Regions from separate parts of the Mus musculus genome. Here region 1 is linked to region 2. A link is a contact called in public promoter capture Hi-C data. All regions are on one chromosome and are shown on one strand. Each heading gives the region's core, a stretch centred on a gene start, on an enhancer-like site or on the middle of the called end of the contact. The rest is flanking DNA. Distances are from core to core; before and after follow the strand shown. Region 1 holds the start of Myh3 (myosin, heavy polypeptide 3, skeletal muscle, embryonic). Region 2 overlaps Dnah9 (dynein, axonemal, heavy chain 9).

Region 1 (2,700 bases), core at 48-2,547, 1.2 Mb after region 2:
TGTATGACTCATTGCCCACAAAATGGTTTATGTTGGGGAAAGACTATCTTCCGATTCCACTCTGCCTTTTTGAAGAGTCCTCAATAGGAAAGAACATACAGAGGATGTTTAATAATGGTCCCTATGGCCGGGCGGTGGTGGTGCATGCCTTTAATCCCAGTACTTGGGAGGCAGAGGCAGGCAGATTTCTGAGTTCGAGGTCAGCCTGGTCTACAAAGTGAGTTCCAGGACAGCCAGGGATACACAGAGAAACCCTGTCTCGAAAAAAATAATGGTCCCTATGAAGACTTTGGTCCTGCTTTCTCCCTTCTTCCCTTACCAGTGTATGGGTAGGCTGTAAGAGGACAGTCCATATTCTCAAATGGGATGTATTGGCATGAAGTTCTCTATTAAATGAACAACCATGACCCCATACAACTCAGACCCTCACCACAAAGACTGGACCAGGAAAGAGAGGAATGGAAATGGACAAAAATGTCAACTGTACCTTAATTCTCTTGTTAAGGTTTAATTTTCCAGTCCTGATTTAGAAATGACAGCATCTGTTAGGCGATACCCATCCCCCCTTTCTCTTCAGGCCACTACCGTTCCCCTCGCCCCCTATCTAGGCTGGCAGCTGGCCTTTCCTAATTGGTAATATGTCTTGATAACCACAGGCCCCTAAGCAGCTGTCACTGTGAACATGGGCTGGTGGCATAGCTCCCTGTCATTTACTTGCTTGTTGGTCCTGCTAGTGCTTAAGAAAGGATTAAGTAAATAATTATAGTAATGAGACAGAAAGTAATGAGGGGAAGGAGAGAGATGGAGAAGGAGAAAAAAAAAACTATAATCCAACTGCACAAGTTTTACAGAGTTTGGCTCATAACCGTGAGGGGACTTCAACAAGTTCAATTCTACTTTATCTTCGATGAGCTTTCTAAGCAAATAGCACAACTGTGTGTCCCCTGTTCCCAAGTGGTAGTGGCTTCAGCTGATTTCAGGGTGGGATGGCCTGCAGGATGGAGCCAGGTAGGGGCTCCTAAAGCAAAGGAGATCCCATTGTGCTAGGTGGAGAAGCTACAGCCCTGAGTTCACAGAGCAAGGCATCTCAAATTCCCAGCTTTCTACAGTTGGAAAAAATGGTTTCGGACCCTGCTCATTTCTATATATACTTTTCCCTTGGCAACGGCGAAAAATACGTGTGGAGGGGGCCAGTTCTCAGCCTGTGGTGTCAGTCATTCTCTTTCCAAATATAGAGGAAGAATGAGCCCAGGGGGTTAGTGGTGGCCTATAAAAGCCCAGGGGGCAGCTCTCCTCTATGCTTCTCTCTGTCACAGTCAGAGGTAAGTCTTACACTTTCCTAGTATCTCTGTGGCATTTACTGCTTCTAGACCTGATTCGGCCACTGCCCTGGACTGTGGCCCTCCCTGGCTTTGTTATAGCAGGCAAGCCTCTTTTCTCTTCTCAAGGCGTTCTCAAGGAATACAGTAGAGTGAGATGCGAGACCCAAGAGCCCAGCATCCCACTGCCTCTAGCAGATCATCGAAGCTGGGGTCCTGCCCACCCTTTCTTTTCTCTGCTTGGGAAGGATCCTGTTGGACAGGCATGGGCCTGTCCACCATGGCTCCATGTTCTCCTGTTGCCTCTCTGATCCACAGAATGAACAGGGGACTCTGTGTTTCCTACCTGGACGCTATACCTGCTGGGTGTTTAGTGGCCTCAAGACTACATGTTTGCTTAACAGGTTTAAATTAGCCAATCTCAGCATCGTCTCCATTTTCAGATAACCAGGAGGCCTGTCCCCACCCGCTAACAGAAGCTTTTATTGGCAGGGACTCAGTCCATTTAGAATCCCTGCCCTGTTCACAATGAAGGATCTTGCAGTCTGAAGAAATTGTCAGAGTGGGCTGGAGGAGCCAACCTGCCAGGCAGTTGGTAGTTATGCCTAGCTGTAGACTATGATCTGTCTGCAGTCCTAGGGCTTGCCTCAGAGCTAAGGATCTTTCTGACTGTCTAGTCCTTTGTGTGTCTTAGTTGAGCCTCACCAAGGTCTGGTTCGTCACAGAAGCAGACATCACGGTGGCCACTAAACTCTGTGTGCATGCTCTTGCAGGTCCCATACGTCCACAACTGCTGCTGCTCTCTGCTGTCCTGCAGGTGTGACTCAGGTGAGCATTGGGGCCACATCCCAGAGCTTCAGGAAGTCTTCAGGTAAACCCAGATCACCCATTGCCCCCTCATGCCTGTGCCCCCGAGGAGTTACAGAGCTTAACGGAGAAGTGCAGGCTTCATCCTCAGGGGTGCGGCTAGAGGTTCCCATCTATTCTCTATGGTGGTTTGTTGTTCCTTTGTTTTTTGAGACAGGATCTCACTGTGTAGCCCCAGATGGCATTGAACTCTCTAGGTAGACCAGGCTGGCTTCAGACTCACAGAGATCCACCTGTCGCAGCCTCCGAAGTTCTGGGACTAAAGGCATAGACCACCATGCCTGGCCTTCAGTCTATTCTTAGCATGGGAGGCAGAAACCATGTCGATTCAAAACAGTTCAAAGCTGTCTCTGCCATTTTCTGCTTAGTATTCTCTCTTTAAGGAATTCTTTTACCTTTTTTTTTTCATGGAATGCCTTTACTTCTTTTTTTTTTTTCATGGTATTTAATTTTGAATGTTCTGTTTGCTCTACCCGTGCTTCTCAGAAAAGGAAGACATAGTGTCAAAAGTGGC
Region 2 (2,700 bases), core at 174-2,673:
CCTATCGGCTCTCGTTCTTTTGAGTCACAGTGTGTTAGAAGCTAGATTCATAGGCTGAAGTCAGACCAAAGCAAAGGGAGGAGGTAGGCGGGCCGAGAAACCTCCATTTGGAAGGTCATCCGTAGGCAGGCTGTGTTCACACGGCAGCAGAAGCATTTAATCCAAAGAGGACAGGCTGGCAATGACACTTCTCTTCAGGGCTTCATGCCCCCTCTATCTGAGGGCTCATGGCCAGCTCCCTATCCATTCTTCTCAGGAAAATGGTCTTTGAAGCTAGCTTTCCCTCACCCCATCCCCACGCCATCCTGGGTTTTGAGCCTGATGCTTTCACACATTCTAGGGAAGCACTGCATCCCTGAAGGATCTCTCCTCTCCGTAGTGTTTAGGAATAGAGTTCCATTCCATAGCTCAGACTGGCCTTGAATTTGTAATCTTGCCTCTCAAGGGCTGGGATGGTAGACCTATAGACACATCATCCTCTCTGGGCCTGGCTTTCATTTACACAAGTCACCAGGAAACAGGAGATGGGGAGGAAATAGAATGATAAGGGTCCCACATCTTCCACGGTGGCTTCCAGACGGAGGTGGTCCACTGTCCGGCTCATCTGAATCTCTGGTAGAGAACGAGCTAGCCAAAGTCATCAGGCCTAGGCACGTGCCCAGGGGTGATGATCAAAGGCTCAGAACAAGGTGCTCCTCCCAACTTGATCTGAAGTCAACAATGTGCAGGACTGAAGACCCAACATCAGCCAGCCAGCCTATGCATTTGAACAAGTGCACAGACTTAGAAAAAATAAAACACAGGGGAAAAAAATTAAGGTCATCAATTATTTGAACAATGAGAAGTTCCAGACATGCCCTGGTGCCAGGCTAGCCAAGGGAAATGAGACTCATGGGGATTCCAAGATTTTTCTGGCAGCTGTTTCAAAATGTGAAAGAGGTGAGTCTAATTTTCCGAATGTTTCTTTTAATGCAATATACCTAAAATATCAAATATTTGGATAAATAATCAAATTATTAATGACACATTTTACAGTTTTTGGTCTTTTATCTTTGAAATCTGATATGTCACTTACATTAGTATCTACTGTATTCTATTGGTCAAGTCTAAAAATTTGGATTCTCACTTGTACCTCTGTAGGAAGAGAATTTTCTAGTCTTCTTTTTATCAGAATATGCTCCTTTGAAAATTACTAGTTATAATGGTTAAAAAAAAAAGAATCAGCATTTAGGAATTTTGTAGATCAAGCTTTTGTGCATCTGGCTAATGGGAATCAGGACACCTAGGAAGACTGAGAGCCAGATGTCTGACATTGGTGAATTCCCAAGAGAAATCCTCTCTGAGGGACATGTCGGTGGCCAGCTGGCTTTTCCCCAGATTTCTTCCTCCACCCCCACCATCTGTGTGCTTTGAGCTGCTACAGACCTTCAGGGCTGTATCTCATAGCTCAGCTAGGACTTTCCGGGCCCACGTGGTCTTACAGCCAGTCGGTTCTGATTTACTGGGAACACAAATGTTTTTATCATAAGGCTGAGGGTGTTTGGTGATTAACTCTAAAGGCCGGGCGTTTTGTGACTGTGATGCCTCATTTGGGATGGCAGTTGGCTTGTCTTATGTGCTGGGAGACTGGAGACGCCCGCCCACTTTTTTCCTACACTGAGCCAACATCAGCTTCAAATTGTGAAGTGACTGCGGAGGAGGGGAAGGGCAGCAGCATTGGCTCTTCCTGTCTCTGCTAGATTGTCAGGTCACCTAAGCCCATGCTTAGCTTAGAAGCAGACTTCCAGTGGTCCATCTAGCAGGTTCTGGTACACACCCCTCTGGGAGGCCGTACTGTTGCAGCTGTCCTTTGGGGGTCTCTTTCCTCTGCTGCTCCCTTCTGCTCTGAGCCTAAAGGCTCTCCCTGCTCTGACCTCTGCTTTTTTTTTTTTTTTGTCATGGAGGGCATTCTCTGCCCTTCCTCCTCCATGGAAGCTGCACTCATCTCCAGGGTCATCTGATGCTGCTTACAAGGCCTCACCTTGAAGTCGTCAGGGCAGACAACCAGACTGGTGATACAGATGGAGATGGGAGAGTGTGTTATATGAGTCTGATGGCCAGGCCACTCTGGGGACCATCCTCATGAAACTGTTTCCCAAGAGGATCCTGATTAGAAAATACCTTCCAGGTCATACAGGTTGCTTACTACTTCTACGTGGTTCTTCCATCACATGCTAGAAGTTCACCATATGCTGTTGCTTCTCTGGGTGAAATGTTTGCTTCTGGCGCAGCAGGTGGACTCTCAGCTCCTCTGCTCTGGTCTCTAGCAACCTTGTCATTTTGTCCTTAAATGTGCCTGTTCACCTTTCCTCAAAGGCCTCACTGTTCTTTCTCTGATCTATGGACCTTTTCCTGCTTCCTCCTCTAGCTTTTCTTTACGAACCTTCTATTGGATTATCCTGCAGGGATGACTCCATGTCAGTATCTTTGAATCCTTCCCCACAGAGTGCTGAGTTCTGCCCACAGAGCCCATCAGTCAACATCATGGGAGCTAGACTGAAGGGAGAGAAACTCCACACTGCCTCCCAATCTCTACTCAGGCATTCTTCATGATTGACTACACAGAGGCACAGTGAAAGTTCTTAGAAGAAAAATGACTGAACAAATTGGAAGTCAAATGGGTAAACAGCCTGCGCCAAATTGCACGGCTTCAATAGGCTA

The links. Promoter capture Hi-C pulls out the DNA fragments that hold promoters and counts their contacts.
Region 1: a contact with region 2 is called in a promoter capture Hi-C map of hippocampal neurons, with 2.3 times the contacts expected there. The contact joins the promoter of Myh3 here to the enhancer-like site in region 2. A contact is called at or near these places in 16 of 39 promoter capture datasets (3T3-L1-derived adipocytes, HPC-7-derived erythroid cells, cranial neural crest and 10 more), 1 of 15 datasets of contacts at CTCF or cohesin (embryonic stem cells) and 4 of 484 Hi-C or Micro-C datasets (the G1E-ER4 cell line, cortical neurons, embryonic stem cells and 1 more).

What each region holds. Positions count from the first base shown.
Region 1 is chr11:67,077,003-67,079,702 of GRCm38.p6, forward strand. It overlaps Myh3 (myosin, heavy polypeptide 3, skeletal muscle, embryonic), which reads left to right and starts at 1,298. Exons shown (of 41, transcript NM_001099635.1): 1 at 1,298-1,322; 2 at 2,137-2,147.
Region 2 is chr11:65,837,713-65,840,412 of GRCm38.p6, forward strand. All of the region lies in intron 67 of Dnah9 (dynein, axonemal, heavy chain 9), which reads right to left. Among named protein-coding and RNA genes, the nearest start is that of Zkscan6, 32 kb to the left of the region's middle. Within about 2 kb of position 1,424, at least 17 of the 459 cell types and tissues checked have an H3K27ac peak or open chromatin away from gene starts, as enhancers often do. A contact at or near this core is called in hippocampal neurons, where this site is marked.